Regions from separate parts of the Drosophila melanogaster genome. Here region 1 is linked to region 2. Evidence: chromatin contacts called from public Hi-C data. All regions are on one chromosome and are shown on one strand. Each heading gives the region's core, a stretch centred on a gene start, on an enhancer-like site or on the middle of the called end of the contact. The rest is flanking DNA. Distances are from core to core; before and after follow the strand shown. Region 1 holds the start of Su(var)3-7 (Suppressor of variegation 3-7). Region 2 holds the start of pps (protein partner of snf).

Region 1 (3,301 bases), core at 705-3,204, 850 kb before region 2:
CTTTTCAGCGGGTGTCGATAGCATGTGACAATGAGCTCTGGTTTTACAGTGCCGTAGGAAGCTGGTAATCGCCATTGTGCAGTTGCAGAGCGTACATCGGCATTGCTGTGGATTGGTGTCCGGAATCAGTGCACACCACTTGCCAGGGTCGTCGCCTGAGTCCACATCGCCGTTCATCATAACCACAGGGGTGTCCTGAGCATCCTCCGGCCCAACTTCTGGTTCAGATTCCTTCTCTCGCTCGGCCTCATCCCCGCCGCTATTGGTCACGCTGTTGCTCTTGCTCCTCTTTCGCTTCCGACTCCGCTTATCGGAATCTAGGTTGCGCAGTGCCTCCATGTGACCTTTGGTGGTTTCGTGGCGCTTGCGCAAATAGACAAACTCCACGTTCATTCGCACGCTGCAGATGCGACATGTCCCGATGGTCCCTGTGGGCATGGAACGTTCAAGCCAAGGATGCCAACGGAGCCAACGCAGCCAGTTGAAGTTGTTAAATGCCTCGGTCTCGGAGATTCGTTTTTGCTTCATGGCGGCCACATAGCTCTTGGTGCCGAATTCGTGCTTGATTTCGTTGTCGCTGATTCTACGGATAATTGGGAGTTAATAAGTGTTCGCAAACTTTCGGTGATCTCAATATGATTTCGGTATTTCGTTTTTTAAAGGTGCAAATCTTACTAACATTACGAGTAGAGCTACCCTCATTGAAAGCAGGGAGTGTAATATATGTAAAATCTATTCTGAACCGCGACCAAGCCTATCATACACCAGTTTCTTTGTGTCAAACAATTGCTACACGTTGGAAAATTAATGCGGACTCGGAGCAGTGCTCCCTTCATTAAGTTGGCAGTTTTTTTCACACTACAGTGGGCTTTCTGGATTTCGGTACAAACCCTTTACAAAGTGAAAGGCATTTGAAGAGTTGAGCTTTTACTTTATACGGCGGATTAATTAACTTGATTTCTCCGAATTTTAGATTTCTGTACTCTTTTTTGTAATCTTTAAAACTGTGACACTTACGCTCCTCGAGTTTCCTCCTCACTTTTCTTGAATGCCAGATAGTTGCACTCGCGTTCCTGGTGGGAGAGCGACACGTTGTGCTGTTGGATGTGTCTAGAGCGGTTGTTCACGTTAATGGATATGTTGCAGTAAAGGCAGAACGCTAAGGTGCCATCGGAGTCCTCGTGTAGGATCCAGGGCCAACGCTTCATCCAGAGGAGCCAGCGCTGTGCGCGGGGCATCTTGCGGCGCATGCCTCCGTCAACGCCACCGCCATTGCTGCTTTCGTCATCCTCGTCGTCGTCATCCTGGCTGTCTCCCGGATCATGGATTTCAATCCTCTCCAGCAGGCCCATGGGATCGTGGTACGAATGGGAGCTCTCCGCATCGCTGGAGGGTTCAGTTTTAGTGGACATGGCATCGGGTTCACGTTCCTGGTCTTCCAGGAGGGGATCCTCGCTGGCCTGTTTGTCGTCTGGGTTATTTAGAGCGGACTGTAGCTCGGCCACCAATGGAGCATGTTCGTCATCCATGATGTCCTCAATACACGGGTCATCCCGCATCGGGTGCTTGTCCTCCTCCACCACCATGGCCACATCCCCATCGTCATCATCCACCACGATGACCATGGAGGTCTCCACTTCCTCGATGTGATCCGGATCCACCAGAGCACCACCCTCTACGTCCATAATTTTCAGCTCGTGCGTTGCCGACGCTAAAGTTTCTGAATTTGCAGACGCCATTTTGAGGTCTGGGTTGCATTGAGCATCTAGGTTTTTCGCCTGCATGCTCGAATCCCGATCCATCACGAGATACTGGTTATCCAGGCACTTTGCTCTAATATTTGTTAGCTTTTGGGAGATCACAGTATACGGTTATAAACTAAAAAAATAAAAATAATCGCAAGCGAAAACTCAGAATCGCTGTCAAGGCGATGGCCAATGTGACCGTACTGTTGCATTAAACCGGCGGGCTAAGGACCATATACTAAGGAAGTTCAAAAAATACATAAAATGCAACTGAGGGACTGGACTGGTCACTTTATTGAGAACGGTCTTAAAACGTACTGTTCATAGTATAACTGCAATTATTTATTTAATAACTACATGAACATTATGCTTAGAAAGCATATAAAGAAATTACATGCATTAGCATATGATTCATATATCGTTGAATATTTAAAATAAAGTGTGTAGAAACAAACAACCGGTGTGGGTGACAACTCTTACAGCATGTGCAAAACGGGTTATGCGGTATTTCTATGCATGTGCGCACGGTCATACCTCACTGGATTTTGTTTATATTTTGGAAAAGACTACCCAAATGTCAAACCTCCAGTTAACTCAGGAAAAACTGTGAGTATACCAAAGTAAGAGACCAGGGTCTTATGTTCACTGACTATATTCGCCGCCCAGAGATGCCCTACGCTCCGAATACAGGCCACGCCGGCCGTGCGCCCTGCTGAAATATCCTCGACCCAAGACAAAGCCGGAGTACCAGGCGATATATCCGTGGTTGCTCCCGGATGAGACGGATCCGCACTTCGTGTTCTGCGCGGTGTGCGAGTGCAGGCTCAGCTGCAAGAGATCTGATCTGGGAAAGCACGAGGGTAGCATTAAGCACTCGGAAAATGCACAAAGAAAATCATTGCCAGCCAAGGCAAACAATTCGAGCTTCAATGGATCCAGCTCCGGTGCGATGAAGTGGGAGGATACCGAGGACGAGGAGGGTCTACTACAATACGGAACAGATCCCCAAGACGACGAGACAGAAGATGAGGAGGAGGGAGAACTTGACGAAACAGAGGGCGACTGCGAGGACGATGAGAAGCGGACTCAAGAACTGGAAGCACAAAATGATCTCGAAACGGAGCCCGTCATTAAGCAGCAGCGCCGCACTTCGGAGACCGACTCACAGAATTCTGGCATGCTGGATTATCTGCCACTACACGTGACCATCAACGAGGGGCCTCAAAGTCTTCCGACCACTGTCTCCGCCTATCCCACATCCTCAGCAACAGCAACAGTAGCTCCGCCATGCAGGATCACCATTAAAAAAGTTCCAGTGCACAGTACTCCACTCAGTGGGATGTGCCAAGCTCAGGAGATCAATTCCAAGGCCACCATAACGCCTATACACACGACGCCCTCCTATGCTGCCCGCCCGCTGCAATCTTATCAACTGCAACCATTGTCACCTATAACGCCACCGCGCGACTCATTGGAGCTGTTCTTCGACAGCATATGTGCCACCGTCAAGAACTTGCCGCCCAAACTGGCCACCGAGGGTAAGATCCGGGTAATGC
Region 2 (3,270 bases), core at 49-2,548:
GGACCTTGACCTGCACCGGGCTTAAGGGTATGGCCTGGACTCGTTTTTTGGCATTGATTAGCTTGACACTGCCCGGTGCCTGCATTATGATTTTGCGGCTTTGGGCCTGCATTTCCATGGCCATCTTCTCATCGCGCTTGTGGTTCTTCAGCTGCTCTGGCGAGGTAAACGGTGTGTAGTTGTGGTCATTTCGAATAACTTCCATAAGAGCGTCTGTCTCCGCAGTCCTTTTGTAGACGGAAACTCCGGCAAGCTCTGTAAATAGAATACAAATTAGTTGAAAGCTAAAGTTCGTTTACTTTCGTTGTGCTCGAAATAATGATGTTGTTTTGCTTTATCATTTGGACCACATCGATGTACGTTATTTACTCAGTGCATTTTTCACAACCATATCAGCCGTGTTGTCCGCATAAAACTGCTCCACTCGCAAACCCACAATTTGTGGACGCTCCTTGGGTTTGCGTCGCTTTCGCTTTTTGATGGCCTTGGGCTTTCGGCCAACTCGCTTGCGTGTGCGCGGGGCATCGGCTTCCGTCTCCGTGGAGTCGCTATTGTTGTCGTCACCGGTGTTATGGTTCTCCTCGTCGTGTTCATCCATCTCACTGGCATTATCGCCACCACTTTGGCTGCCATTGTCACTGTCCAGCTCCGAGTCGGTGGCAGTTTCCATAAAGTTCGCCAGCTCCTCCAGCCGTTCGTCTTCCTCTTGGTCCACCATGCTCGGCGTGGGCGATGTAATCCGCACCACGCTAATGGTGGAAATCGATTTTTCCTCTGCAACAAGCCCATGTCAGTGTGGGGAGCAATGAGCGTGTGTCAGGCCTATTGGACCCACTTACCCATGATGTTCCCAATCGCACGCTCGTCGAAGGAGATTCCGCTCTTGCTGTAGACCACAACCAGATTGGAGTCGGCTTCGGCTGCCGCCGGCCGGGCGCTGGGCGCCTCCGTAAACACCGAACTGGACATGACGCCAACTGCTCGTGATCCCCGCTAGCGGCGCATTGGAGTCGGCGGCCCACACAGCGTGTACTTAATTAGCTTGGAACAGAACAACGACTCATTTGTTGTTGCATCCGCCGCGTTGTGACGCCGACATTGAAATTGGATAGTAGGTGGAAAACGGTCACTGGGCTGCGTTCGCCCTATACTTAATACTGGTGATGCTCTGCTGGCTGCGCCCACAAGCTGGCTGTTATATTGTTGAGATTCGAGAGCTTAATCCGTTGCTGTTTCGCTTTAAAATGCAAATTTTTCTCAATTATGAAAATAAAATTTGCAAAAAAAGCCACTTCCAGTGTGACCAGACTTGGGAATGATGCCGATGCTGTAGGTTATCGATAGTTTCTGTGCCTCGCTCTGCGGAACTAGTTTCAATTGCTAGCTCATTTGAACAAAATGTTAATCTGTGTTTATTTAGGGAAATCCTTTATTTTCAAGGTCGGCTGCCAAAAAGGAAAACCGTATGATAAATAAATGAATTGAGCTAATTAAAAATATTAAAGAATATATTTAAAAAAATAAAATTCCCGATCGATGAATTGTAATTTAAGCTTGTTTTTTTTCGCGTTCAGTTCTCGGTCATACTTTTGCGAAAACAGAAAACAAAAAACACTGATAAAACCCACATAATTTACTGCCTTTGTTAGCCCGGTTATTGGCTATTATCAGCTAATCTCACTTGCTCGAGCACTCATTGTTGTCCAGAGCGCCAGTTAAACTTTGTCCTCCGTCGCAACACCATGGCCGCCTTTCAGATGGGATCGGGTTACGCAGTGCCCATGACCCTCTTCCGGAACAACAGGGATCGTGCTGGCAAGGCCATCCTTAAGGAGCTGCTGCCGGGCCTCAAGTTCAACGACGGCAACCTGCTGGTGCTCCTCGAGGGCGGCAAGGACCAGAGCCTGTACAACACCGACGTGGACTACGTTTTCCGGCAGGAGTCCTATTTCCAGTACTTGTTCGGTGTCAAGGAGCCGGGCTGCTACGGCATCCTAACCATTGATGTGAAAACTGGTGCACAGAAAAGTGTTCTCTTTGTTCCTCGCTTTCCCGATGAGTACGGCACCTGGATGGGCGAACTGCTTGGGCTGCAGGAGTTCAAGGCCATGTACGAGGTGGACGAGGTGTTTTATGTTGACGAAATGAGTGTTTATCTGGAGGGGGCGTCGCCCAAGCTGATACTCACATTGAGTGGCACCAACAGCGATAGCGGGCTCACCCTTCAGCCGCCCGACTTTGCTGGCAAGGAGAAGTATGTGACTGACTGCAATCTGCTGTATCCAATTCTCTCTGAGTGCCGAGTGATCAAGTCACCCGAAGAGATCGAGGTGCTGCGCTACGTGGCCAAGGTATCCTCGGACGCGCACATCAAGGTGATGCGGTTTATGCGTCCCGGTAGAATGGAATTTGAGGGCGAATCCCTGTTCCTGCACCACGCCTACTCCGTGGGCGGCTGCCGGCATGCCTCCTACACCTGCATATGCGGCAGCGGAACGAACTCGTCGATCTTGCACTATGGACACGCGGGCGCACCCAACAGCAAGCCCGTCCAGGATGGTGATCTCTGCCTGTTCGATATGGGAGCCAACTATTGTGGCTATGCGGCCGACATAACCTGCACATTCCCGGCCAATGGAAAGTTCACCGACGACCAGAAGTTCATCTACAATGCCGTGCTGGATGCCCGCAATGCGGTCACAGAGTCAGCCCGTGACGGAGTCTCCTGGGTGGACATGCACAAGCTGGCGGGCAGGGTGTTGCTGCAGCGCCTGAAGGAGGGCGGCATGCTCAAGGGCGATGTGGAGGAGATGCTCGAGGCAGGTGTTTCGGGCGTGTTCCAGCCACATGGCCTGGGCCACTTGATCGGTCTGGATGTGCACGACGTGGGCGGCTATCTGCCCAAGGAGCCCAAGCGCCCCAGTGAACCGTGGCTGAGCAAGCTGCGCTTTGCCCGCATCCTTAAGGCCGGCATGTATGTCACAATCGAACCCGGCTGCTACTTCATCAACTGGCTGATGGACCGCGCTCTGGCCGATCCGAACATTGCTAAATTCATTAACGCAGAGATGTTCAATCGCTTCCGGAATTTCGGAGGTGTGCGCATCGAGGACGATGTGCTCATCACGAAGACTGGCGTGGAGAACTTTGCGATTGTGCCGCGAACGGTGGAGGACATCGAGGCAACCATGACCTGTAAATATGATTCGCCGGTTTAGAGCTTTTAAACTATATTCCACGCGTAAACATATGTAATATAATCTGTATCAT

What was found. Hi-C and Micro-C count contacts between places; a contact is called where the count stands out from the background.
Region 1: a Hi-C map of the Kc167 cell line shows a contact between it and region 2, with 2.8 times the contacts expected there. The contact joins the promoter of Su(var)3-7 here to the promoter of pps in region 2. A contact is called at or near these places in 15 of 107 Hi-C or Micro-C datasets (the D17-c3 cell line, the Kc167 cell line, the S2 cell line and 7 more).

Annotation. Positions count from the first base shown.
Region 1 is chr3R:13,263,017-13,266,317 of dm6, reverse strand. It overlaps Su(var)3-7 (Suppressor of variegation 3-7), which reads right to left and starts at 1,954. Exons shown (of 5, transcript NM_079618.4): 1 at 1,018-1,954; 2 at 1-583. The coding sequence starts at 1,802. Ravus (ravus) reads left to right here and starts at 2,257. Exons shown (of 2, transcript NM_169498.3): 1 at 2,257-2,351; 2 at 2,412-3,301. The coding sequence starts at 2,320.
Region 2 is chr3R:12,411,856-12,415,125 of dm6, reverse strand. It overlaps pps (protein partner of snf), which reads right to left and starts at 1,298. Exons shown (of 11, transcript NM_141936.2): 1 at 840-1,298; 2 at 370-774; 3 at 1-255. The coding sequence starts at 969. It overlaps Dip-C (Dipeptidase C), which reads left to right and starts at 1,367. Exons shown (of 1, transcript NM_001300377.1): 1 at 1,367-3,270. The coding sequence starts at 1,743. The coding sequence ends at 3,218. It also overlaps sncRNA:649.